4 separate regions of the Mus musculus genome follow, and all the other regions are linked to region 4. A link is a contact called in public HiCAR-type data. All regions are on one chromosome and are shown on one strand. The core of a region is the stretch at or near the end of the contact, and the rest is flanking DNA. Distances in the headings are between cores, read along the strand shown.

Region 1 (6,020 bases), core at 945-3,444, 2.9 Mb before region 4:
TTTTCAGGTTTTTTTTTTTTAAGATCCCATGAGAACACTTGCCCCCAAATTTCTAAATCATTTGTTAAAAGGACAATGCTTTTTTGCTATCTTAAAGAAAATTTCGGTACTGCAAACTGAAATTTCCTTCCTCAAGGAAACAGCCACCGCCCCATTCATATTAAGTAGTTCTCCTTTAAGATACTCTTTGTACTATTTTAGGATTATTTTTTAAAAATTGCCAGAGTATAATAAGAAATCTTTCATTTTGGCATTTTCATAAAAATGTAATTAGTGCATTAATTATCCATGAAGAAACAATAGAAACAAAAGACAAAACAACATGAGTATCTGTCATTTGAATCATCTAATAAACTCTTAATCCTTTCTTGGGCACTTAGACATTTTATGTCTTAACAAAGAGGGGGGGGTGTGACTCTATTACTTGGTGAAATTCTTAAAGCAGTTTCTCCTTGAGTTTACTTCTGGGAGAGAAATAGAAGATAGAGAAAGCAAAGAACAAATACCAGTGTTGAAACTGCATACCTCACAAAACAACAACAACAACAAAACCTAAGTGCTTGAGAGGGTCAATCTAATAAGGATTAACCAAAGGCATTAAGCTGGGTTTTGAAAATGCAGTTAATGTAGTAGATTGATATTCGGTAACCCATGTTTTACTCTGAGGTATCAGAATGTTAGGTATGGAAGACAAGATGCTTCTAAAGTAGGGTCCAAAGGAAATAATAAACATTTCTATTTTTTCAAACAAAACGTTTGCTCCATAACTTTAAGAGTAGGCTTCCTTATATTTTGAAAGCCCGTCTAAACACACCCACACATGTTGGCAAAGACAAAGTTCAAGGTTCATGGTTCTGGTGATTTCATATAGCCTTCAGCTCTATTCCAAATCCTACTAAATGTAAATGACAACAACCCAGCAACCTGGGATCTCTGCCACTCTAAAGCTAGAGGAGTTTTCTACATTCAAATTCCTGAGCCCACACATCTGCTTCTGCCACTTGAGGGCCTTTATTTTTCCTCCTGGGGTTGCTGGAACAGAAGCTCTTTCATGTGACAGGAGTATGCATTCCAGCTTTCACCTCAGTTTACCCAATGTTCCTCAGATATGGTAAAAACTGTTATTCTAAGTTAACAATTGGCAAATGAATCAAAGAAGAAAACCAAATCCTATGAAGAGCCAGCAACTCAGTTGCCACATGTTCTTGCCTCCATTTTCAACAGTCTTGAAAGAGTGGGTTTTAGAAAGAAAATCTTTCGAAGGAAAGGAAAAACTCAAAATAAGATCCAGTGGGGGGGGGGAGGTCTCATACAACATTATTTTTTTTAAATGGCTTCATATTCCAGGAAGAAAGAGAAGGGGAGAGGAGGAGGGGAAGGAGGTGGAAGAGGAGAAGAACTTTTTTAAAAAATCATTTGTATCATTGCCCCTGACTTTCGCCTATTTTTAAAATTATATACCCCACCTGCACGCTCTCTAAATAAGTCCATTCCAGTGGCTTCACAATAATTCCAGTACTCAGAAGTCTTCCCTTCCCTTCCCTTCCCATCAGCACCCTCATCCTTTACAGAAATGCACTACTTCCCCTGAACTCGGTACTCAGAGCATATTTCATAAATGTCTCACTCTAAAAAACCTGAAAGCCACTTGTTTTTTATTTTACTTGACTTCACCTAACCGTGAAGTCCCTTTACCAGTTATCTCCTAAACTTGGTAGTTTTCTTTTTCCTTTAGAAACGAACACTAACGTCTCAAGGCAAACAAAGCTAACTCCACGGGAGAAAATAAATAAATAAATAAATCGACGCAACAAAGGAAGAAAGGAAAGAAGGGGGTACTCTGGGCGATGCTTGCGTCTTCTAAGGAGAAGCTTCCAGTGTAACTTCTTCAATTTAACGGTTCTGGGGCAGAAGAGGACTAGTGTGTTGGAAAACAACAAAGGTGGGCTCCCACTCTCCTTACCGCCGTAGAGCCAGAAGAAGATGCAATATATACACGGATCACCATCCTGGAAACAAGGGCTTCTGGTCGGTCGCTGGAGTCTTGAAAAGGGCTGGGAAACAGCTGCAGCAACGGCTGGAACCGAGCTAAGGGCCAAACAGAGGTTGGATGAGGAGGGTGGGGGAAGGTGGAAGGATAACTGGCCAGAGCCCCGCCTCCACCAGCGGCTGCTTTCAATGAGCTTCCAGCTCTGCAATCCCAGCCCCAAACCCCGGAAGGCTCAGGCTCATTTGCATCATTTCTAAATTGTTTTTTTAAAACACAGGATCTCGAACAGCACCGCGAGATCTGTTGAAACAATTCTTTTTGACTATTCCCTCTCCGGGAAGGGGGCAAGGGAGAAATAAAAGAAGGGGTAAGAAAAAAAGAAATATTCGATTAGAATAAAGGACCGGTTCCCATGAACACCAGAAGTTTTGCTTGTTACTTCCTGCTCAGAAATGTATGCAAATAAGATAGCCTAAAGCTAGCTTTATATTGAATCCAGACACTACTTTAAATGTCTTTAAGCCCACGTTATCAAAGCCTTGTATATTTTAAGATGCCAATAATGAAGTAAGTGATTTTTTTTTAACCTTAGTTGGCAGCAGGAGTTGAATACTGAAAAGCTGCACGAGGAGAGGAGGAGGGCTGGAGAGAAGTTTCAAGTTTCCCCAAACCGGAAAGCACAGAATAGGTTCTTTTTGTTCAGAGTTTTGCTAAAATATGGAACATTTTTTTAGTGAGAATTTGCAGGAGATCTAAGCGACAACTCTAGAATGAAGGAGGAAATTGCAAAGAAAAAAACTACAACCCTAGAATGAGAGGAAATTGCAGAGAAAAAAAAAAATCAACAAGTCCAAAATGAGGAGAGGAATTGCAGAGAGAGAAAAAAAAAAAGAAAAAAGAAAAGAAAAGAAAAAAACCAATCATCTGAAAATACTTTGGAAGTACTTTTTTGCCGTTGCTGTCTCATACCTGTAATCTCTGCCCTTGGAATAGTAAAACATGATTGCCAGGAATTAGATGCTAGACTATGCTACAGGGTAAGTCTCTTAAAAATCAAAAATCAACCAAACAAAATGACTTTCTACAAATTATCAAGTACAGTAAATGAGAAAAATCTAGCCACCATCTTCATTACCAACATCATGGCTACTGTTAATTTTACTTGCCAATTCACTTGATTAGAAAAATCTTTATAATCATAAATCATAATCATGATTTTGAAAAAATCTATATTGTTTCTTTTATGTTATCACTGTACAACTTGTTTGGAGTTCTACATTAACTGTTTAGACTTAGAGACTCTTAAAATGAAAAAAAAACAGGAATAACAAAATATTTCTAATTAGTCTATAAACTATTGAACACAATCAATTATTCCCAGAAAACTGAATGGTAGCATTAGCAAAGAATCTGGTGGGCTTTATCTATTAGAAAAATGAGGCTAGATGTGTAGATCTCTTATAGATCACACTAAGACCCAAAGTTGGATTTCAAGTACATACACACATGCACGCACACACACACATACACATGTACAGTTCTGTAATAGATATACTTGTCTTAGTGAATATAAGTCAATAACTTGTTTTATACATAAAACCTGATGATTCTTAATGATAAGACTTCTGATACATTTTTAGGAGAGACTATTACCAATATTTCTAACATAAAGGTAATGGATATCCTTATGCCGTTCTTCCCTACTTTGAGCTATCCTTGAGATGGGTATCATAGAATGGTCATTACTGCTTAAATTTTCTATAGAGAAATTGCCCGAGAGCATTTGCCTGGAAAGGTTACGGTGAATTTGAATAAACTGGGTTGGATCAAACAGTATAATCTATTTCCTTAGGAAATCATGACAACCAAAGGCCAGTGTCTCTCAAAACTTAAAAATAAACCCAGATTGTGTGCAGAAAACTTAGAAGACCCTGAACACCAATGAATGCCATAGCCCTTACTACTCAGTTAAGATTACTTGGGTTCAGGAATTCCCAGCCAGCACAGTCAACTTAATGACATTGTGTCTCTTAATTGAACACAGCCCCAGGACCTAAAGATAATTTCCCCTGTGTTACAGATCAGCTTTTCCAGGTAGGGATAGAGCAGGCGACAAGAAGTTAAAAGTAATGGTATGGAAGGAGAGGGTATTTTGAATTGTTATTTATTATAAATTGCTATGTACAAAAAATATACTTTTGTATTCTCCTATGTTAAAAAAATATGATCTTGAATGGTTTTATGTGTTTCAAATTTATAGGCATACCAAAAGTTATATAAATAATTCTCTTAGCTAGTTTTTTGACAGCTTGACCCAAGCTAGATTTATCTGGAATGAGATACATCAAGTCAGAAAACTCTTGTAGGAAAGTCTGTGGGGCACTTTCTTGCTTAACAGCTGAGGTGGGTGGAAAAGAAAACTGACTCCTAGGCTGGACAGATGGGTCAGCAGTTAAGAGCACTGACTTCTAAAGGTGCTGAGTTCAATAAACAGCAACCACATGGTGGCTCACAACCTTCTAAAATGGGGTCCAATGCACTCTTCTGGTGTGTGTCTGAAGAGATCTACAGCGTACTCATATAAATAAAAATAAATAAATCTTGAAAAATAAAAACAAAAGAAAACTGACTCCAAAGAACTGTCCTTTGATCTCTATACATACACCATGGGCACATGTGTGACCAGGCACACATGAACACCACACAAGCAAACATACACAGACACACATACACAAACACATGCACACATACTGCCCATGTGTATTGTTCACACATAATGATAATAATAATAATAATAATAATAAATGCAATTTTACATTTTAATATTTCATACAGAAATGCTGATAAACTGAATAGACCCAAGAGATTACAGTTAAATTTTATTTTATTTTTGTTGGATATTTTCTTTTTTTTCTTCTGGATATTTGCTTTATTTACATTTCAAATGTTATCCCCCTGAAAATCCCATCCCATCACTCCTCCCGCTGCTTCTATGAGGGTATTTTCCCACCTACCCACCCACTCCCGCCTCCCCACACTGGCATTCCCCTACACTGGGGATCAAAGGCCTCTATTCCCATTGATGCCCAACAAGACCATACTCTGCTACATATGTGGCTGGAGCCATGGGTCCCTCCATGTGTACTCCTTGGTTGGTGGTTTAGTCACTGGGAGCTCTGGGGAGGTCTGGTTGGTTGATATTGTTGTTCTTCCTATGGGGTTGCAAACCCAAATGATCCAAATGAAAGGGGACCCACATTAATAAAAGAAACTTTACTAAAGCTCAAATCACACATTGTACCTCACCCAAGAGGAGTAGACTAGACATCAGGAAAAAATCAAACTCAGGGCTGAAATCAACCAAGTAGAAACAAAAAGGACTATACAAAGAATCAACCAAACCAGGAGCTGGTTTTTTTGAGAAAATCAACAAGATAGATAAACCCTTATCAGACTAATTAGAGGGCACAGGGACAGTATCCTAATTAACAAAATCGGAAATGAAAATGGAGACATAACAACAGAATCTGAGGAAGTCCAAAAATTCATCAGATCCTACTACAAAAGCCTATACTCAACAATACTAGAAAACTTGGATGAAATGGACAATTTTCTAGACAGATACCAGGTACTGAAGTTAAATCTGGATCAGATAAATCATTTAAACAGTCCCATAGCCCCTAAAGAAATAGAAACAGTCATTAAAAGTCTACCAACCAAAAAAATCCCCAGGATCAGATGGGTTTAGTGCAGAATTCTATCAGACCTTCAAAGAAGACGTAATTCCAATTCTCTTCAAACTATTCCACAAAATAGAAACAGAAGGAACACTACCCAATTTATTCTATGAAGCCACAATTATGCTTGTAAGTAAACCACATGCAGATCCAATGAGAGAGAGAAAAAAAAGAGAGAGAACTTCAGACCAATTTCCCTTATGAATATCAATGTAAAAATGCTCAATAAAATTCTTGCAAACCAAATCCAAGAACACATCAAATCAATCATTCACCATGATCAAGTAGGCTTC
Region 2 (6,473 bases), core at 423-2,922, 2.6 Mb before region 4:
CAGAAATCTGCCTGCCTCTGCCTCCCTAGTGCTGGGATTAAAGGCGTGTGCCACCACACCTGGCTAGTAGTAATTTTTAATATTAGTATGGTAGAGAAAAATATAAACTGTCTCCTAGGTCACTGTTAAGGATTAAATGAGTTACAGCAGGCAAAATATGTAGTAATGACTTGGTAAAGGTTAGCTGTTAATTATATTATCTTGAACTATAAAAATTACTATTTCAGTAAGCACCTCACAATTTTGTCCTGAGGTTTTATATTTCTTTTATCTACTTCTTTCAGATACTGATTATACCAAAGATAACCATAGCATTTTACTCTTATGTTGTTATTAATTACTCAATAAAAGAAATTGGCAGAATGAATTGCTAAGGATATGTTAAGTTTATGAATTGAATTAAATTTAATTCTATGCCCAATGTGGTTTAATCACCGAGCTCCCTGAGTCTGAAAACCAAACTCCCACTATAGCCATACATTAATGTGAACCTTCAAATTTGAGTATTTCAAAGCAAATAATGTACACAATTCAAATAGTACTTGTTTTCCCATCATGTTTTGTTTCTATGAATTCTGTTCAAAGTAACATCCTGAGAACGGGATGCTAAGAGAAATTGGGGAAGTGAACCAGTTTCCTCAAACTGTCAATTATTATACAAATCCTTTGATCAAATCAGCGCTGTGCTAAGAGTTAAAGTTATACATGAAAACAATTGTAGTCTCAAGGTAGTGGAAAAAAGACTTTTTGTCAACCGGAGTGGCGACACATGCCTGCCACATGAGCACTAGGGAAGCTGAGGCAGGAAGATTGACATGGAATTCCAGGGGAGCCTTGGATAGATACATAGTGACAGCAAGTCAGAGAATATCACTTCAAAGACAAACCAAACCAAACTATCATTTCTATCCAAATTTCAATGAATAGTTAAGAACTTTAAAAACGTTTTGGCAGAATTTCAAAACAGCGTTCCAACTTATCCTACAGGAATTGAGAAGAAAGAGCTTGTTGACCTTTTCAGAAGGGGGAAACGGCCTCCTCCTTAAAGTGTAAACTTCGCGCGCAATGTTTATCAGAATCAAGGGGAGACTTGATACTACTACAAGAAGTTTTCTAGAAGAATATTATTCCCTTGCTCATCAGGTAGGCGCAGCACTTTCTTTTGGCATGCTGTTCCTTGTTTGAAAACAAAACCTTGCAGTAGCTAGCGACTTTTTCTTGGGGTAGAGAAAGAACAAACAAACCAAATCCGTTCGGTGACCCAAGGTAAGCTAGATCATGTCAGTCCCTCGCCAGTTTCTCTTGATCATGTCTGGAGAGAGGTTCCCTCACCGGAAAGGGTCCGATTGCCCTTACAGGAAGGGTAAGCAACTCCGGAGCTCTAGGACGCCAACGCCACCACAGAGTTTGACGAAGATTGCCAGAGCGTCTGCCTGCATTTAGAACCTCTTCCTTGTTCTCTGGGCAGTAACTAGGCAACCCCAGGCCGGCTTAGCTGCTGGAACTAGGCGGCCGCCTTAGTGCCTCTGGCGGCCAGCCTGGAGCTTTGCAAGCGGCTCCCTTCCCTTTTCCCCCCTCCTTCTTTCTATGGCTCCACCCCTTTCCCCCCGCCCACCCCTCTCCCCCCGCCCACCCCTCGGCGACTTCAGCTCCTCCCTCTCCTTCTCTCTTGCTCTCCTTCCTCCTCCGCCTCCTCAGCTCTTGGGCTAGAATATCTATGGGTCGAAACGTGATGCGATGAATCCGAGAGAGACCGAAACTGGGACGAAGAGTGCGGCGGAAGCGGCGGGACTCCCAAGCATGGGGGCTTCACCACAATAGAGGCAGCGCCCCCACCCGCCCCCGCCAGCCCTCCTGAGCGAAGCCCCCAAACCCCCTCGGGAAAAGGATGGCGGCGGCACCTACCCAGATCGAAGCCGGTGGGTAGCTGAGCCGGGGGCAAAAGGGATGGGGGCTTTGCGCGACTGCTGTCAGATTTTTTTTAAAAAGCTTGTATCTCTTTTCCTTGCCTCTCTCTCAACGTCTCCCCCCACCCCCAACCCCTTCTTTAGAGCTGTATTACCTGATCGCAAGGTTCTTGCAGTCCGGACCCTGTAACAAATCCGCTCAGGTGAGAGGGAAAGGATATCTGGGAGTGTTGGGGAATGGTCCCATTGGGGAAATTGAGGCACTGGGTGAGCAGTGCAGTTGGAGGGTGAGGGAAAGGCCGGCCGCGATTACTCCTACAGTCAGCGGCTGTGTTGGAAGTGGGGAGGGAGGAATGGGTTGGCGCCCCAATCTGCTTTCACATCCCTGTGTCCCTCTTCCCCAGGTGCTAGTGCAAGAGCTCGAAGAGCATCAGGTATGGACCCCTTTTGGGAAGAGGTGGGGAGGGCTGGGGAGAACCTGGAGGAAGGGTAAGGTAGGTCAGGGGCCGAGGGCAGGGGCCCGGAGGGAGCCTTCGAGCTGGACACTTGGGGCTGTTGTCACTTGGGGTAAATCGGGTTCTTTGCTTAGAAGGGGCGGACAACGCAGGGGTCTAAACTCGCTGCCTTTTATTCCTGCGGGAGGTGTTTTTTCAGGATTTCCTTCCCTTTGGCCTGCCCCCCCCCACCCCCAACCCCCGGCACAGCGGCAGTAGCTGTCGGGACTGGAGAAATGAAAATGTTAAAGGGTCTAGGATTAGGCTCCAGGCTGGGTGCTGCTGCTGGGGAGCAGAGGCTTTTCCTTCACCCCCCCCCCTTTTCTTTTCCTCCGGCCCCCAGCTGATTCCGCGCCGCTTAGACTGGGAAGGGAAAGAGCACCGAAGAAGCTTCGAGGATCTGGTTAGTAAACTTTTCGTTTCAACTTAGCCCAACTCTTTTTCCACTCCCTCCCCACCTTGTGCCCCCAACCGCCCCTGGCCCTTCAGCCCTTAGAGCTCCCCGAGCCTGCTGTTCGGTGTTCGAAGGACTGCCCCTTCCCCCTCCCAGCGTGTCGGAAAGGGTACCTTGCCCTGCTCTAGCCTTGCTTATTTTCACCCCAAAACTTTGAAGAATGTGAGTTGGTTTTCAGAGGTGCTGTGTTGTGCTTTAGGACTGTGTTACAAACAGCGGAGAAGGCCCATTGTAGGGGGATAAGGGACAGAAACCAGGGGGTTATCTTGGGGCACGTACCAAGGACTGACGCTGGCCAATGACAGCGTTGGTAACAGCCCGGAGTTCCGGATTAGTGGAAGAAAACTGGTTTCTGGTTGGTCCTGGCTTGAAATACGGGAACTGAGGCCAGGCTTGGGTGTTTTTTTTTTTTTCTAGCTCTCTCTCTCTCTCTCTCTCTCTCTCTCTCTCTCTCTCTCTCTCTTTCTCCTTTTTCTTTCTTTCTTTTTTTTTCTTTTTAGAGTGGAGGGGAGAAGGAATTCAGAAGGGGAACTGACTCATAAGTGAGAAAAACTACATAAATAAAAATACTGAGGACTACTGAGTGAATTCCAAGATTGTTCATCTTTAGATAATGGGTTACTGAATAAAAACATTGTTATATATTTCTAATCTTAAAAAATAGCTAATTAATTCATCAGTAAACTGCATTTGTGCAAATATGTTTTCACTAAAGAAGAAATATGTATTATGACCTTTTTGGGAATAGGTGAACAGGATTTTGGGATTAGGAGACAATGGACATTTTTAAAAAAGAGAATATACTTTAGTTAAGTCTTGAATTGACTCTTGTTTTTTCCATAAATATAATTTGCAATGTAAGTGCACTTTCTGCTCTGCACTGAGACAAAAAGATGATCTTTTATATGTGGGGAAAGAGATTCTACTCTTAGCTACAGAGTTGTATGATGAAAGGAGTGATAATAAAACCTAAATTGAACTCTCTTTCCTCCAAATAAGATCCAAATGAGGAAAAGCATACAAAGTGGACACAAAGTTGGAAGAGTAGTAGACTAAGGCAGACTAAATAAAAAGAAAATAATTGAAAGTTTGCTTGTCAGTAGAAAACAGTTAAATTGCTGTGATGTTAATTTTGAAAACTTTGAGTATTATAAGAGTGAAGCCACATTATTACAGAAGCTACTGAGTTTTCCCTAATATCTTGCAAATCCAAAAATGGTTTAATTGTAATAAGAGTGAATGCCACCACCAGTATTATTAATGGTAATAATTTCTCAGATGGGTACAAATTATTTTTGAATACCTGTTACTACTTTTAATTTTCAGCCTGAAGTTTTGTTTTTCTTCTTTCTGTTGTTGTTAGACATAAATCCTACTTGTATCACAGAAGGTAAATTCGAAGTATTCACTAATACATGTTTTAGTATCAAACTACTGATAGCTGTTTGAACATAGTTTTAATATCTGGGTGTATGAGAAATGATTTTGTGTACTTTTTTCCTTTTCCAGCTTATATATGGATAGGCAGGTAGATCATTTTTAAGCAAATGAGAAAAGGAAACTTAAAAATGAACTTGATAGAAAATTGAGTAATTAAAAATGGTCTCCTTACCACACACTTTAAAAGGTGGTTTTCTAGTCATTTTTCTTAAACAGTAAAGGCAAATCTTTACACAGTTATTATCAGCATCCATCCTTTGCTTTATATTTTTCTGACAGTACTTTTGTATGACTATTGTTCTTTGAATATCCATCATGGTAATGGTAAGAAAAAGAATTAGTTGTGTTTTAAGTATTATGATTTGTCTTAATTTCCAATTGGTCATTTGAGCAATGACCTTTACCTTTTCACTAATTTTTTTTTTTACCTTTTCACTAATATTTTAACCTTTTCACTAATATTTTTACCTTTTCACTAATATTTTTGCATAATTAGGGGAGGGGCTCTTTTTCTGTTGCCTTCTCCAAAAGTCTCATGGATTTATGAATAAGGTCAAAGTAGCTCTTGAGTTTTCAAGCTTTTGTCACATATTGAACATCACTCTCCAGAAGTTTGTACTAATATTTAATGCAAAAGAAAGTGTGAGGGTTTATAGTTTTAAAATTATTTAAAATGGTTTTAATATGTGATAGTAGTCTTGAATTGATTTAAATAGACTTTTTCTTATTAGCAGTAAGACTTAAACCTTAACAATTATTTATTAATTATTATTAATACACTCATCCATTTATGTGGGCTTGATTTACTGTATCATGTGTTTTTTGTTTTGTTACTGTGTTTGAGACAGTCACATACTATTGTGTAGGCTGACCTGGAGCTCATGATGTAGTCTAGGCTTGCCTCAAGCTCTAAGCAACCTCATGCGTCAGCCTGCGAAATTCTGAGATTTTAGGTATGACCCACCTTATGGATCTTTCTTTCCTTCTTTCTTTCTTTCTTTCTTTCTTTCTTTCTTTCTTCCTTTCTTCCTTTCTTCCTTTCTTTCTTGGGTTGGTATTATTATACAAGGTTTTATAATTTAGCCAAGGCTTGCTTTGAATTTGCAATTTTCTGTGAAGAGTTTGTGATTCTCTGGGAGCTTTAAAGTCAATGTTACCTATTCCCCAGCCTTCCTAGCAGGCACATGCCACCATGTGCTTGGCTACATTTTCTCTCTCTCTCTCTTTCTCTCTCTCACTCACACACACACACACACACACACACACACACACACTTGTGTGTGATGGAACTGACGGTCTTGTGTACAAACTACATTTGAAGACCTGTCTTATACATTTCACGTTTTTATATTCAGAGGACTTTTTTATTATGTTTGACTATATATAATAGGTGATAAACAGTGTACCTACCCTTGCTTTTTCACATAACTTTTTATATTATGGACTTTTTTGTTCTTTTTCTGTGTCTCCCTTGTTGACATTTTTCACCCATGGAAATGAAATCACTAGTTAGCAATTGTATTAGAATGGCCTGGGTTGTATTGCCCTTGTTTAATATGCAAAATAGAAGAGGCAATATTAAAATAAGTTTATCAAAGTTAATGTTCAAAAGAGTATAATGATCATTATTGTCTTTAAAAAGTATGTGTGTTTATGAAGGTACTTTTTATCATTCTAAGAGTCTTTGTTCAAATATTCAGGCTTTAAAAGGTTTTTGGCAGTATTACAGACTGAACCGCATGCATCATATCTACAAGGCAAGCACTATGACTGACCACAGCCCTGGCCCTTTTAAGAGTGTTTTCATATTGTCATTTGATTCATAACAACTACTTTAAAACAATATATTAGCATTCTAGACATATCTATATTCTCTTCTTACCTTACCTAGCTTTTGTCTAATTACTAACAATAGCTTAAGTTAGCTACTTGAATAGCAAACAAATTTTTGAGTGCTAGTAGCATAGTCAGTGCATGTATAAAGTATGGACGCAATTTAAACATGTGTGAATTCAAAAGTGCACTGTGAGCCACAGTCATAGGGAGACTAGAAGGAAGCATGTGAAATCTCTAGCATGAACTCCTCAAACTCAATGCAGTGCAGTGCCATAACATTAAAGACACTGCAGTGAAGCAGGCAGTTTCTGGAAGCTACTGTTACGATTGACTTTACTAGAG
Region 3 (6,207 bases), core at 2,735-5,234, 2.7 Mb after region 4:
ACCTACAGATGAAAAGCAATCCAAAACTCCTAGCAAAAAATTTATGGACACTAACTTACTGTGTCAAAAATTTATAGATGATTTCTGCTTTACAGTACAGAATGCTCAGAGCTTGAAAACTCATTCTAGCCTGGCATGCTGGTACATACCTTTAGCCCCAGCACTCGGGAGGCAGAGGCAGAGGCACAGGCAGGCAGAAACACTGTGAGTCTGAGGCCAGCCTGGTCTACATAGTAAGTTCCAGAACAGCCAAGGCTATGTAGTGAGACCTTGTCTCAAAGAAATAAACAAATAATGATAAAGCAAGCAAACAAAGAGCCTGGGCACAGGGAGAGCGATGCCATGGAGAGTCCAAAAATTCTTCATAATCTCTCACGATGAACATCGGAGAAAAATCCCATATGCTTAGGAGGGTGCAACCACCTTCAAATATATTCAGCCATTTCAAAATACATAAGAGTGTTCTGTACTGAACAAGGCTCCTGCTTAAAAAAATAAACTGCTTTGTCAAGGACTAAAGGAGATGGGAAAGGGGACAGACATATCTGGGTACCCAATTCCAGCCTGAAGTTTCCAACCCACAGCTCTCTCGTCATCACATCTCACTTACATGGAGGGGGAGAGATAATTAGGAGGGTGGGCAATTGTACTTCACAACCCAGGAGCACACAAGCAGTAAAAGACAGAATAACCAGGGACATTCAGAACATGTCAAATCACCACGTATCTTACTACCACAGCCCTACAGGCCTATGTACTGTAGTTCCTTTTACTGGCTACATCATACTTGACTTTCAAAAAAACCTGAGAAATGAGGGGGGGAGACAGACAGAGAGAGAGAGAGAGAGAGAGAGAGAGAGAGAGAGAGAGAATACAAAGCACATGCCCTTTAACTGTCAAATTGACACAGTCTACAGTCATCTGAGAGACTGATCAAATCACACTGGCCTGATGGGTGCCATCATTCCCTGGGTGAGTGGTTCCGGGATGTATAAGCAAGCTAGTACGCACAGGTGAGCCAGCAAGCCGTATTCCTCCATGGTTTCTTCTTCAAGTCCCTGCTTGAGTTTCTGCTCTGACTTCCTTCAGTGGTGGATTAATGATCTGGAAGTACAAGCCAAATAAATCCTTTCTTCCTCTACTTTGCCTTTGGTCAGTGTGTTATATGACAATAGAAAGAAAAGTAAAACAAAACAATAAAGACAACACAGTTTAAAATTAAAAAATCCAGCATGTATTAGTATCAGACTTAAATACGTACTGAATGTTGGAATTATTAAACTGAAATATTTGCCTGTTTTTCAGTGTCAGTTCAATGGCTGAAAGTCAATTAATAGCCATAAGTTTGATGGATCAAGTCTGAAGCAGAAAGATTGGGAATTCCAGGCCAGCCTAATCCACATAGCAAGACCCTGTCTCAAAAACACAAGAAAGAAATTGATATGAACACAGTCTCAGAGCCCTTGGTGTTACCCGAAGGGTGGAGCAGCAGGATATTTTTCTCCTGAGCCTTACAAAGGTCATATTGGGGGAGTCACATGTCCAGTCACATACTGGAGCCTAACCTGCTGGGTTTCTTGCCTTCAAATCTCCATAGAACTTAAGTGATGGTATTGTTACATCTCAGAAAGGTCAGATTCATCACTGATGTCCTGATAACCCTCTCGTTGGGACCACACATATGGTCTTTTCTCATAATTGGCTGACTGACTTTCAGTAGCTGAATCAAAGTCCTGAACCACTGCTGTGCAGAAAGATCCATCGGCACAGTAACGTTTTTTACACAAGTGGAAATAACATTCTAAATTTGAGTCTCGGGCGCTATATTGTTTACTCTTCAAAAGTACCATCAGTGTCCCAAAGAATATAGCATTCCCAAGATTCAAATATGTGACTTCCTTTGCCTGCATGCAGAACCATTTAAAGTGACTTATAGTGTAGCCGCCCGCGTAATGCCCTGTTCAAAGCTTCCTTTGTTTATGCAGTGGCAACAGTTGCCCTGTATCTATAATTAATAAAGATTAATTGCTAATATGGACTATTCTGGTCTTAGTAAGATCCTATGCAAATAGAAATTATTACTTTTAGTTTTGTTTTTATTTATTAAAATTTTAAATGAGATTTATTTCATTTTGTGTTTGTGCATCACGTGTCTGGTACCCAAGGAGGTCAGAAGAGGATTTGGACCACCTGGGACTTGAGTTACAAAATATTGAGAACTCCCATGCAAGATACCAGCCATGTTAGATCCTCATGTCACAAAAAAATTAAGTGGAGAAGCTGAGCTTATAATCCTAGCTATTTGGGAGGCAGAGGCAGAAAAATCAAGACCAGCCTGGGTTATTACACATAAAGTAAGAGAGACAAGCTGGGCATGGTGGTACAAGCTTGTAATCCCAAAGCTTGGCAGCTAGAAATGGGTAGTGAGGGTCGTGGACAGCCTCAACTACAGAAGACTTCATTAAGGGGCTCAAAAAGTGGGCTTACGACCGCCTGTAACTCGAGTTCCACAGGATTCTATGGCTTCTTCTGGCTTCCATAACTGTACTCATGTGCACATTCCTACACACACAATTAGAAGCAAATCTTAAAGTGGGAACAGATCTAGATATAGTTCAGTGGTAGTGTGACTGTCTAGCACCACAGTGTCCTAGGTTCCACAACCAATACTGGGGGGAAAGGGGGAAATAAGCACAATTACTAAACTAAAAATGATGCTTAATCTACGGGATGACAAAAGAGTGAGCCGCAACTGTGGAGAAATATGGCAAAACGTCAACTCTAATATTAGGGTTTCATTTTATTCTCTGTGTTTGCATTTGTGTTAAATAGGTCATAATATATAAAGCTGCCGAAATGTTTTAAAAATAGCAAACATTCCTTTGTCACCCTCATACATATATGAAAAAAATGAGATCATATTATCCTACAACTTGTTTTTAATGTAACAAGCTATCATATCATCTTTTACACCAAAGAGCCAAAATATACAGACTTTTAAAACATCCTCCTATTAATGGATACACAGGTTGTTTCTTATCACTTGCCACAAGAAAAGAGCTGCATAGACATCCTCTTTTAGGTATCCTTATTTATATACTGATGCTTCTCTTTCTGAAGGATTGAGCCGTGAAAGTCAGACTACTGAGTTCCAGATATTGGAACTTGGTACTCCATATATATTTTTATTTTTCTAAATATAGCTACATCAATGCTTCCAAATGGTTGCAACAATTCATACTTTATTCAGCAATGCCTAGCTAAGGTACTGAAATGTCTTTTTGACCAAGTAAGCATCTAACAAAAGAACACAGATCACCCTATAAGGCCCTATTATAACAGATGCTCCCAGACCACAAATTTAGTAACATACTCTGGTCCTCATTTGGAGTACATAAAAAGGGCATAGGGCAAAAAGCGTTATTATACCATAATTAATGTTACCAATAAGCTAGTTTTATCAACTACTAAGTGTTGATGAGAAAGAACTGAGGCCGTTTTTCGAGGCCTCTGGGGAGCTAGAATAAACACTCCATTTTGGAGACACTCACTATCCGTCAAACCCCAATTAGACAAAGGAAAACAAAAGGAAACCTCAAAACACGATCTCTCCTAGGAATGAGCCTCCCCAGCCTGACAGGTTCATCCGTGGAGGTCCGGTGATGTGGGCACTGATCACTCATCTATTGTGGGCGGAATAGGGGAGAAATCCGGAGTGCCAGCCGCCGACTACTCGTCCCGCTCGGCAGACCATGCGGTCGGAGTGGTGACCGCTGCGGCGGGTCGGCGTGGTGACCGCTACGGCGGCCATCTCTCTGACAGCGCGAGACCCGGCACTCACCAGGGCATGTTCATTAATTGGCCAGTTTCTCCACTCTCCTTATTAAGTCATCCTCTAGCTGCCTGGCTAATCCCGGGAAGGACGTATACATGTGGACGCCGCCATTTTATAAGTTACAGAAGCCTGGTGGTGCCGTGGGGGGGGGGGGGGGTCGGGCGGGCGGAGAGCATGCGTCACAGCCGAACAGTCCCTGTGCCGCGCGGCGCCGCGCTGTCAGGCTGTCCCTAAATGGCTGCTCCAGCAACGTGACCGGGACTGTCCGCGGTCGCTTCCGCAGATGACTGAGCGCTTGCGGTTCCTCTCCCGGCTGCCTCTGTTAGCATCTTTCACGTGCTCCCGCGTTTCTTGCCCGTCTTTAATTTGTTCTCTTGCCACCCCCTCACCCCCCACCCCCCACCCCCCACCCCCCCCCTACCCCCACCGAAATTCCTTTTTCTTTTTTGTTTCTATAGAAGACCAGCTTGTGTTTTGCTCCCGAGATCTCTTTCGGAGCCCCTTCTGTGTTTTTAGCTGCCAGCATTGCTGTAGCTGCTATAACTGCAATCTACATGTCACAGAGGCTAGGTGGCAAAGTAAACCACAGGCCTGGGTATGTCCCCTAGTTTTTGATAAAGACAGAATTATACCTTGTCCTATTCCTATTGGACACCTCACAGGGCCGAAGCTGACAATAACTCCTTTGGCTTTTGGATGTTCACACCAATACTGGTTACCACACAAATTAGAAAAGGATCTTGGGTTATCAATAAAGGCAGAGAACTACACTTCCATTTAAAAAAGAAAGAAAAAAGTTCTCATTTTACCTATTGCACCACGAGGCACAGGGGCAGAAGCGAGTGCTCAGTGGTTAACAGTGCTTAATGCTCTAGCAAAGGATGCAGGTTCAGTCCCCGGCACATACTTCTCTCTACACAGATCTCTCTACACAGGCAAACATGTATACACACACACACACACACACACACACACACACACACACACGAAGTAAATGCATGTGTGTGTGTGTATTTAAGTAAAACCATGTTGGAAAGTTGCCGAAGGGGCCTCAGTGAATATCTGCTTGAGGAAGGCTTTGCTAAGGCAACCTGGGACAGCTGTCATGGAGCCGAGGGCTGTCCTCTCTCCAGAAGGTAGCACATTTTCCCTTACACTGGTTTCCCTCTTTCCCAAGACAGCAAAGCCCTGGCTTCTTTTCATTCCATTACAGGCAGTTCTTTCCTGTGCGAGCTCTCCTCAGCTGTAGCCAGAATTTGCCTGTTTGGAATCCTTTCTTCCTCCTAGAGTTTCTCTGAGATGGCAAGTTTGTGAAAATTATTACACACACACACACACACACACACACACACCCATGGCCAAGACAATCAATTTGATATGCTCCTGTGACTATAACCACTTTATTGCCCCCCCCATTTAAATTTTTAATCTAGATTCCCTTCCCCCTCTCTCCATGTGCTCATGGCCAGCCTCTAGTTCTCTACTCTCTCTTTCTCTCTCTCTGCCTTTCCCTGCCTCTGCTACCCTCTTAACTCCCCTCCCCATGCCCTGAATAAACTCTATTCTATACTAAAAAATAAAATTAATCTAAATATAATTACATATTCTCCCCCATTCCCTTCTCCAATTCCTCCTATGTTATTCCTCGCCACTACACACACACACACACACACACACACACACACACATTGCCTCTCAAATTTCTGGCTTTTTGTATATATGTGATTTTTCTCTGGGTGCGTATTTGGTTTCTACTTATCTTTGTTGTTGAACACCCCAAAAGCAGGGCTGGAGAGTTGGCTTGGTGTGTAAGAGTACTTAATATTCTCACAAAGGACTGGGGTTCAATGCCTAGCAGCTGCATGAGGCTTCTCACCTCCTCTGACACCATGCTCGAGTGTGGTACACAGACCTATATGCAGGCAAAACACTCACACACATAAAAATTCTAAAAAAAAAAAAGTTTTTATAAACTTAAAAAAAACAAAAGTCAAATATAAAAGTTGATTCAGGGTATCTGGGAGCCCAACTGTCTGCATTTCCAACTTCATTCTAATGTCTGTGGCAAAACTGTTGAAAGAAGTACCTAGGAAAGTGTGACTCTAGCTAATTTTTAAAGATTTGGCTTTTCAGGCATGCATATCGTTGTTGCTCTTCTGTTTTTGAGACAGGGCCCCCGTTATTCCAGGCTGGCCTCGACTTATTACGTAGCAGAGAATGACTGTAAATTCCCAATTCTCCTTCCTTCCCCGGGCCTCACTTTATCTTCTACAAACTTCTTGTGACATACTCAGGCCTTTGGCAATAGACTAAAACTTTCTGGTTTTTTCCCTCATCACCCCTTTTTGTCCATATGGGAACAATCTTTTAGT
Region 4 (6,152 bases), core at 2,204-4,703:
ACTTAAGGCACCCTCTTTAAATATCCTGAGCAGGCCCTTGCCAGCCTTAAAGTGCAGACCACAGCAGATCCAATATCCCATTACCAGGACTGAGTTCCCCCTCTTGCAGCCTCCTAGAGAAGATAATAGACAAAAGGGTTAACTGCACAGGGTGGATAGTGCTGCTTCCTGCACCCAGAACCTTACAAGAAGGAATGAATGCCTTTGGGCTAAAATATCCAACCATCTGTGGCTTCTATCCAAGCTGTGATGACATCAGCTTACCGATGAAAACTGGATTAGTTCTCACTGACCTCTTGATTGCCTTTGACCTTCACTCTCTCCTAGACTTACAACTCGGCCTTTAGCTTCTCTCCTGAAGACTCCAAAGCAGGAACAACGTTCCTTACACAAATCACTTGTTCACTTGGGGGTGGGGAACGTGGTGTATACACACACACATATATACATATATACTGAGCATACATACATCTAAATACGTATATACTGGGAAAAACTGAGTTTCTGTGCAGTCTTTGCAATCTTTTACAACTCCATAATTACTCCAAAATAAAACTTTTTCAAAGCAGAATGGTGGTGGCTACAGCACACCCCGCAGGAGGCAGAGGCAAGAGTTCCAGGCCAACTTGGTGAGTTCCAGGACTTCAAAAACACAAAGCAAAGAAACAAAACAAAAACTTTATATAGAGAACATTAAATTAGAATATCACGTCTTTGTTGAAATCTCGAGATTCCAGGCCCTGTTCTACTAAAACTATGGGAAGGAACCATGCCCACCACTGCCTTGTGGACTGATTGCTAAAGTCTGCTAGTACGATGGTGTCTGCTCTCCGTTTTCCTCTTCCCACCAGAGCTGTTGCTTCGAAAGTCCCAAAAGAAAACCAGTGAGGTTGAGGGAAGAAAACGTACAAGAAAGAGAAGTGCCAGCAAGCAAAGGATGACTAGGGACCTATGGGTGAAAAGGAAATGACATGACAAAAATCAGCAGGAAATGTACTCACAGAGCCTTGTAAAATCAACTAGAGTGAGGCGGAACCTGTTGGTGTTTCTGGCTTATTTTAAAGTTTCTCCAAAAGGAACTGGGGTGACTCAGTGGTAGGGTGCTCAGGCACAAGGTGGCTAGTGTTAGATTCCCCAACACAATGAAAACTAATAAAAGTTACCAACAACAAATCAACTTCCCTTGCCAACTTAAAGCAAGGGACTAGTCAGAAAACAAGAGCACCCTTCTACAGGGCAGAAAGGAGGTGAGTGAACGGGCCCAGGATGCAGGAGGCCCCATTTCTGAAGCACTGCCAGCAACTACCACAAAAGGCACTGAAACAAAAAAGGTATTGAGCTCACCCAGGCATGGCTGCCTAGACTCCTCACAGAAGCCTACAAGGCAACTCCCCATGCAAGATGCATTAATCTGGAAACCAAGCAACTTCACCACTGTGGCCTAAATACCAACCAAGTACAATGTATCCATATTATACAGGACTGCAAACTCGACAGATAAAGTCTATCCCAACCTGTTCCTGAGTCAGGCTCAAGGAGCTAAAGAGACCCAAATCCTAGTCCTGCCTCTGCTACATTCTCTAGACCTCAATAACCTTCACAGCGCCCTTTTCCATCAGCCAAAGGAGGCCAGCCAGTCTTTTCCAGGCTTAAAGGTTAACCTGGGTTAAATGAAGCTTGATTTGGGGCAAAAGAGAACTGTTGCCTCCTGTCTCACCCTCAACCGGAGTTAATTCCTTTAAGATAGTTTCTCTGTAGAAAATAGCATAAAATCCCAAACTGCCATCCCACAAAAGTGACCAGCACAATGGCCCACTGTCTTGTCTTTGAGCAGCTGCATGCATCTGAAAAGGTCAGCCTCAAGCCAGTAGTGCCTGTCTCCCTCACAGGATGAATCTTTTGTCCTTAGAACAGAATGAAAAGTTAGCTAGAACCTGCCCTTTATCTATGATTAGGGTGGCTGGGATTTCTGCTCCATCCTGATTATTCTATCCCATTTGGGGTAACATTAAGTGTTTTGCATGAACATAATACAGTGGGTTGGTTCTGGATATCAGCCCAGGAAGAGAAGGCCACCTACCAATATTGGCTACGATAAAATAAGTGCCTGTACAGAAGCCAGAGAACCTCTGTTCCCTTACATGTGTTAGTATCTAAAGGATGCCCTCACTTGAACTGGCCCAAATCTTCAAAGGGACCAGGATTACTGCCAATCAGTCATCCACTTCCAAAGAAGGTCAAGCAGGCAGAGTAGTCAGTCACTGCGACCATCAATGGCCCTTAAAAATTCCCATCCTTGGGTCCTATAGTTGTTACATGAACAACCAGGCCCATCAGTTATGTATCTAACCATCATCCTTGACTCCTGGCAAAAAAAAAAAAGTATACATTATGAAAGGCAAAAAGGAGAAGACGCATACACCCTAGTAATTCTTTCAGGTAAGGGAGAAGCCAAGTTAAGTCAGTGACCTGGGACCCACATGTGCCACGTGCGTGGGAGCCTTCCTCAGTTCTGACATCCTGCTTCTCTAGCCACCTCTCGAGTGAGGTTACAGGCCTCCAACTCCCGGCGGCCACACCCTGCATGTGTCACAATCCTGATGCAAACCCCAGGGCCAGGAGTCCAACCGCAAGGTAGGGCAGCAGAGGCCTGTTATATAAGCCATACAGAGCTTCATCCAGTGGGCCTCACCCTCCCACCCACAATTCTTTGGGGAGAGGGACCTCCACTCGAGAGGACTTTGAGCAACATCTTTTGGGAAAGAAATCATTTGTACCAGGACCAATGAAACGTGGGCGGTTTCGGATTCGTCACGGATGGTCCAAGAATCTTGGGGGAAGGGAAACTAGCTAAATGACCTTTCAAGGTCCCTCAGCAGGGGCCTAGAGATTTGCAGGATAAGTACTACGTCCATTCTCGCTACAAGAGATGAAACTGCACTTCAGAAATGGGAAAAAGATTGAGTCCTGAGAATCTGAGCCCTTTATCAGTGGGATCAACTCCCTAAAGGACACATTTGGTCGCTTTTTAAGCTAGAAGCAGTTAGGACGCAGAAAAGCAAACTCAGACACAGTCTCCGCCCCAATGAGGTGAGAGGAACAGCCTTAACCTCCAAACCCAGGACCCCCAAGACCCAGCTGAAAAATAAGTGCAACTTAAGGTGATGGGAAAACCGTGCTTGCCACGGCCAGAGAGAATGTGGCCCCGAGGGCTTGAGGGCAGCAGTACGGAATTACCTCATCACGACCCGCTTCCCCTTCACGTCCAGCTTGTCCAAAGTCAGCTTGTTGGAAAGCGACATTTTGGCAACACCGTGAGGTCGAAAGGCCCGGAGATGAGGAAGAGGAGAACAGCGCGGCAGACGTGCGCTTTTGAAGCGTGCAGAATGCCGGGCCTCCGGAGGACCTTCGGGCGCCCGCCCCGCCCCTGAGCCCGCCCCTGAGCCCGCCCCCGGACCCACCCCTTCCCAGCCTCTGAGCCCAGAAAGCGAAGGAGCAAAGCTGCTATTGGCCGCTGCCCCAAAGGCCTACCCGCTTCCATTGCTCAGCGGTGCTGTCCATCTGCACGAGACTAGTGAGACGTGCTACTTCCATTTGTCACGTCCTGCACGACGCGAGCTGCGGGGCGGGGGGGAACTTCCTGACTAGGGGAGGAGTAGAAGGTGGCGCGAAGGGGCCACCAAAGAACGGAGCCGGTTGGCGCCTACCGGTGGATGTGGAATGTGTGCGAGGCCAGAGGCCACTTGTGTAGCGCCAAGTGCCCAGCGGGGCTGCTAAAGCGCATGCTCCAGACTGCCTTGGGAAAAGCGCCTCCCCTACCCGGTAGAATTCCCAGGCGCCTTTTCTAGACCTTTGCAAATGTCATCCCCTTTTGGAATCCTCTGCTTTCTCAGCTCCCAAATGGAAGTCTACATAAGGTCTTACTTAGTAATCGAAACCTCTCAGAAGTTAAAAAAGGACCAGGCCTTCCCCTCCCCCCTTTTATAATAAAAAGTACAATGTAATTGCTGTGGTTACATTATTCATAATGACGAATACATATAGCATGTGTCATGCTAACTAACAATGCTCATAAAATTCCTAAGTACGTTCTGTTATTAAAGATGAAGTAACTGATAGACAAAGATTTAGTGTCTTATCAAGACTGCAAAGCATCTAAGTGATCATTTCAATCCTGGGCCACTGTGATTTCGACTGCTTTGGGAGTGTAGCTCAGTGGTAAAATGCGGGCCAGAGGCCGTGGATCCAATCTCCAGCACTGTTTAAAAACAAAAACAAAACTTTAAATCTCTACTGACACTCATTTGGGCTAAGGACGGTGCTCAGTGGTAAAGTGCTTGCCTGACGGTCTGAGACAGGACAACTAGTTAGGAAATTGAAGGGCACATGAGAAATGGAAGCCCTTGTTCACTCTCCTGGTTTTTTCTTTCCACCTCTCTCACTGGCAGATATCCAGGAGTGACTGGCCAAAGCACCTCTGGAAGTTACTATATTATGTGAAGTAACTCAGAAAGACAATACCATGTGTTTTCTATCCTATGCAGCTTTTTATATAAGCATATACATGGAGAGGAGAGACAGGTCCAGGAAAGGGAAACAGTTTTAAGAGAACAGAGGACGGAAAAAGAACTGGGTAACAGGAGCCACGTGACATGGAAGAGACAAAGGACTGCAGGAATGCTGAGAGCCCCCATGGTTATCCAATAGCAGTAGTGCAGTCTGAAATCGGATACATACAAGCGACTTTACACAGACTGAGAAGGCTGTCCTTACATATTTAAGTACACACACACACACACACACACACACACACACACACACACACACGAAAAAAAAGCCATAAATTTTGAGGTCTGCACCTTTCCCTGCTAACTGATCTCACTGACCCTACATTTTGTCTTTCTGTTTTATTAACAAGCTAACTCTCCACTCTGAATCCTGGTGAGATTCTTTTCCACGGTGGATGGCAAGGTCTCTGGGCGCATGAAAGCATCCTACCTGCCCAGGTTCTGAAGGAGACTCCGTAGTGCCAGCAATACTGAACTGAATGCCCTAATGCCAGCTACAGATCTCTACATATAACTACCTTTTAATTTGTGTTTATCCTTGCGTGTGGGGTTTTTTGCCTGCATGTATGTCTGTGTTTAAGATAAACATTTGTTTTTGCCAATCCTTTCCAACTTTTCTTCCTTTTCAACCTTACTGGGAAACAACTCCTGGAAGTTATTTCCAAATGATTCTCTGGACTTCCTACCATTTAGTAGCATTCCATTCTGGCTCAGTTATCATTGTAATGAGTCAAACTGTCCTTAGATAAGGTAGAACTACAATATTGACTGTCAAAGGGGAAACTATGCAAACATAGAGTGTGACTCCCTAACTTAATGATTCTTCCCAGTTATTAAGCACTTGCTGTTTGCCAGGCACTGGTGAGGGCTGAATATACATGACTCACTACTCTGCATAAGAACTTTATAGCCGGGCATGGTGGCGCACGCCTTTAATCCCAGCACTTGAGAGGCAGAGGCAGGTGGATTTCTGACTTTGAGGCCAGCCTGGTCTACAGAGTGAGTTCCAGGACAGGCAGGGCTATACAGAGAAACCCTGTCTTGAAAACCAAAAAAAAAAAAAAAAAAAAAAAAAAAAGAAAGAAAGAAAGAAAAGAAAAGAAAAGAACTTTATGAAGTAAGTATTATATCTTAAACACAAGAACACTGAAGATTATAAAGATTGGGAAGCTTTTTCCACTACTGGCCTAAAATGACAAAGAAAAGCAGCCAACAATGAGACAACAGAAAAACCTGAAAAATAGAAAAATCTACAATTATACACGTGAGGCAGGGTAAATATGGACCAGATCCCTGGGGTGTTATAACAATGTTAGAGACACAGTTTTTCTCCTGACAGAACCCCATTCATTACAGTCAGTTACCTCACCAGGTCCCACCTTCCTTGCTTACAGAAATCCGATTTAATAGAGCGTTTGGGTTAGTGGCCAGTGCTCAGCAAAGATAGGCTTATCTCCTAGCACCAAAGGACAAATCACTGTTGACCTAAGCTGAGCCTGGTAATCCCATCCCCCACGTGCCCCTTTGTCACGCATTGGTCTGGGAATGGGCAGTGACCCAAGTTAGGTCAATAAGATAAAAAGG

The links. HiCAR-type assays count read pairs that join an accessible place to other places.
Region 1: a contact with region 4 is called in a HiCAR-type map of astrocytes, with 4 times the contacts expected there. The contact joins the promoter of Sh3bgrl here to the promoter of Pgk1 in region 4. A contact is called at or near these places in 1 of 39 promoter capture datasets (frontonasal cranial neural crest) and 1 of 115 datasets of contacts at active chromatin or transcription factors (astrocytes).
Region 2: a HiCAR-type map of astrocytes shows a contact between it and region 4, with 3 times the contacts expected there. The contact joins the promoter of Brwd3 here to the promoter of Pgk1 in region 4. A contact is called at or near these places in 2 of 39 promoter capture datasets (liver and pre-B cells), 1 of 115 datasets of contacts at active chromatin or transcription factors (astrocytes) and 1 of 9 other capture datasets (liver).
Region 3: a contact with region 4 is called in a HiCAR-type map of astrocytes, with 4 times the contacts expected there. The contact joins the promoter of Jpx here to the promoter of Pgk1 in region 4. A contact is called at or near these places in 1 of 39 promoter capture datasets (pre-B cells), 1 of 484 Hi-C or Micro-C datasets (CD4 T cells), 1 of 115 datasets of contacts at active chromatin or transcription factors (astrocytes) and 1 of 9 other capture datasets (adipose tissue).

The regions. Positions count from the first base shown.
Region 1 is chrX:109,091,581-109,097,600 of GRCm38.p6, reverse strand. Sh3bgrl (SH3-binding domain glutamic acid-rich protein like) reads right to left here and starts at 2,194. Exons shown (of 4, transcript NM_019989.2): 1 at 1,964-2,194. The coding sequence starts at 2,008.
Region 2 is chrX:108,829,545-108,836,017 of GRCm38.p6, reverse strand. Brwd3 (bromodomain and WD repeat domain containing 3) reads left to right here and starts at 1,672. Exons shown (of 41, transcript NM_001081477.2): 1 at 1,672-1,919; 2 at 2,052-2,110; 3 at 2,312-2,341; 4 at 2,745-2,804. The coding sequence starts at 1,889. It overlaps 2810403D21Rik (RIKEN cDNA 2810403D21 gene), which reads right to left and starts at 1,540. Exons shown (of 5, transcript NR_015493.2): 1 at 1,333-1,540.
Region 3 is chrX:103,491,335-103,497,541 of GRCm38.p6, reverse strand. Jpx (Jpx transcript, Xist activator (non-protein coding)) reads right to left here and starts at 3,984. Exons shown (of 3, transcript NR_015508.3): 1 at 3,842-3,984; 2 at 1,012-1,104.
Region 4 is chrX:106,184,401-106,190,552 of GRCm38.p6, reverse strand. Pgk1 (phosphoglycerate kinase 1) reads right to left here and starts at 3,453. Exons shown (of 11, transcript NM_008828.3): 1 at 3,238-3,453. The coding sequence starts at 3,302.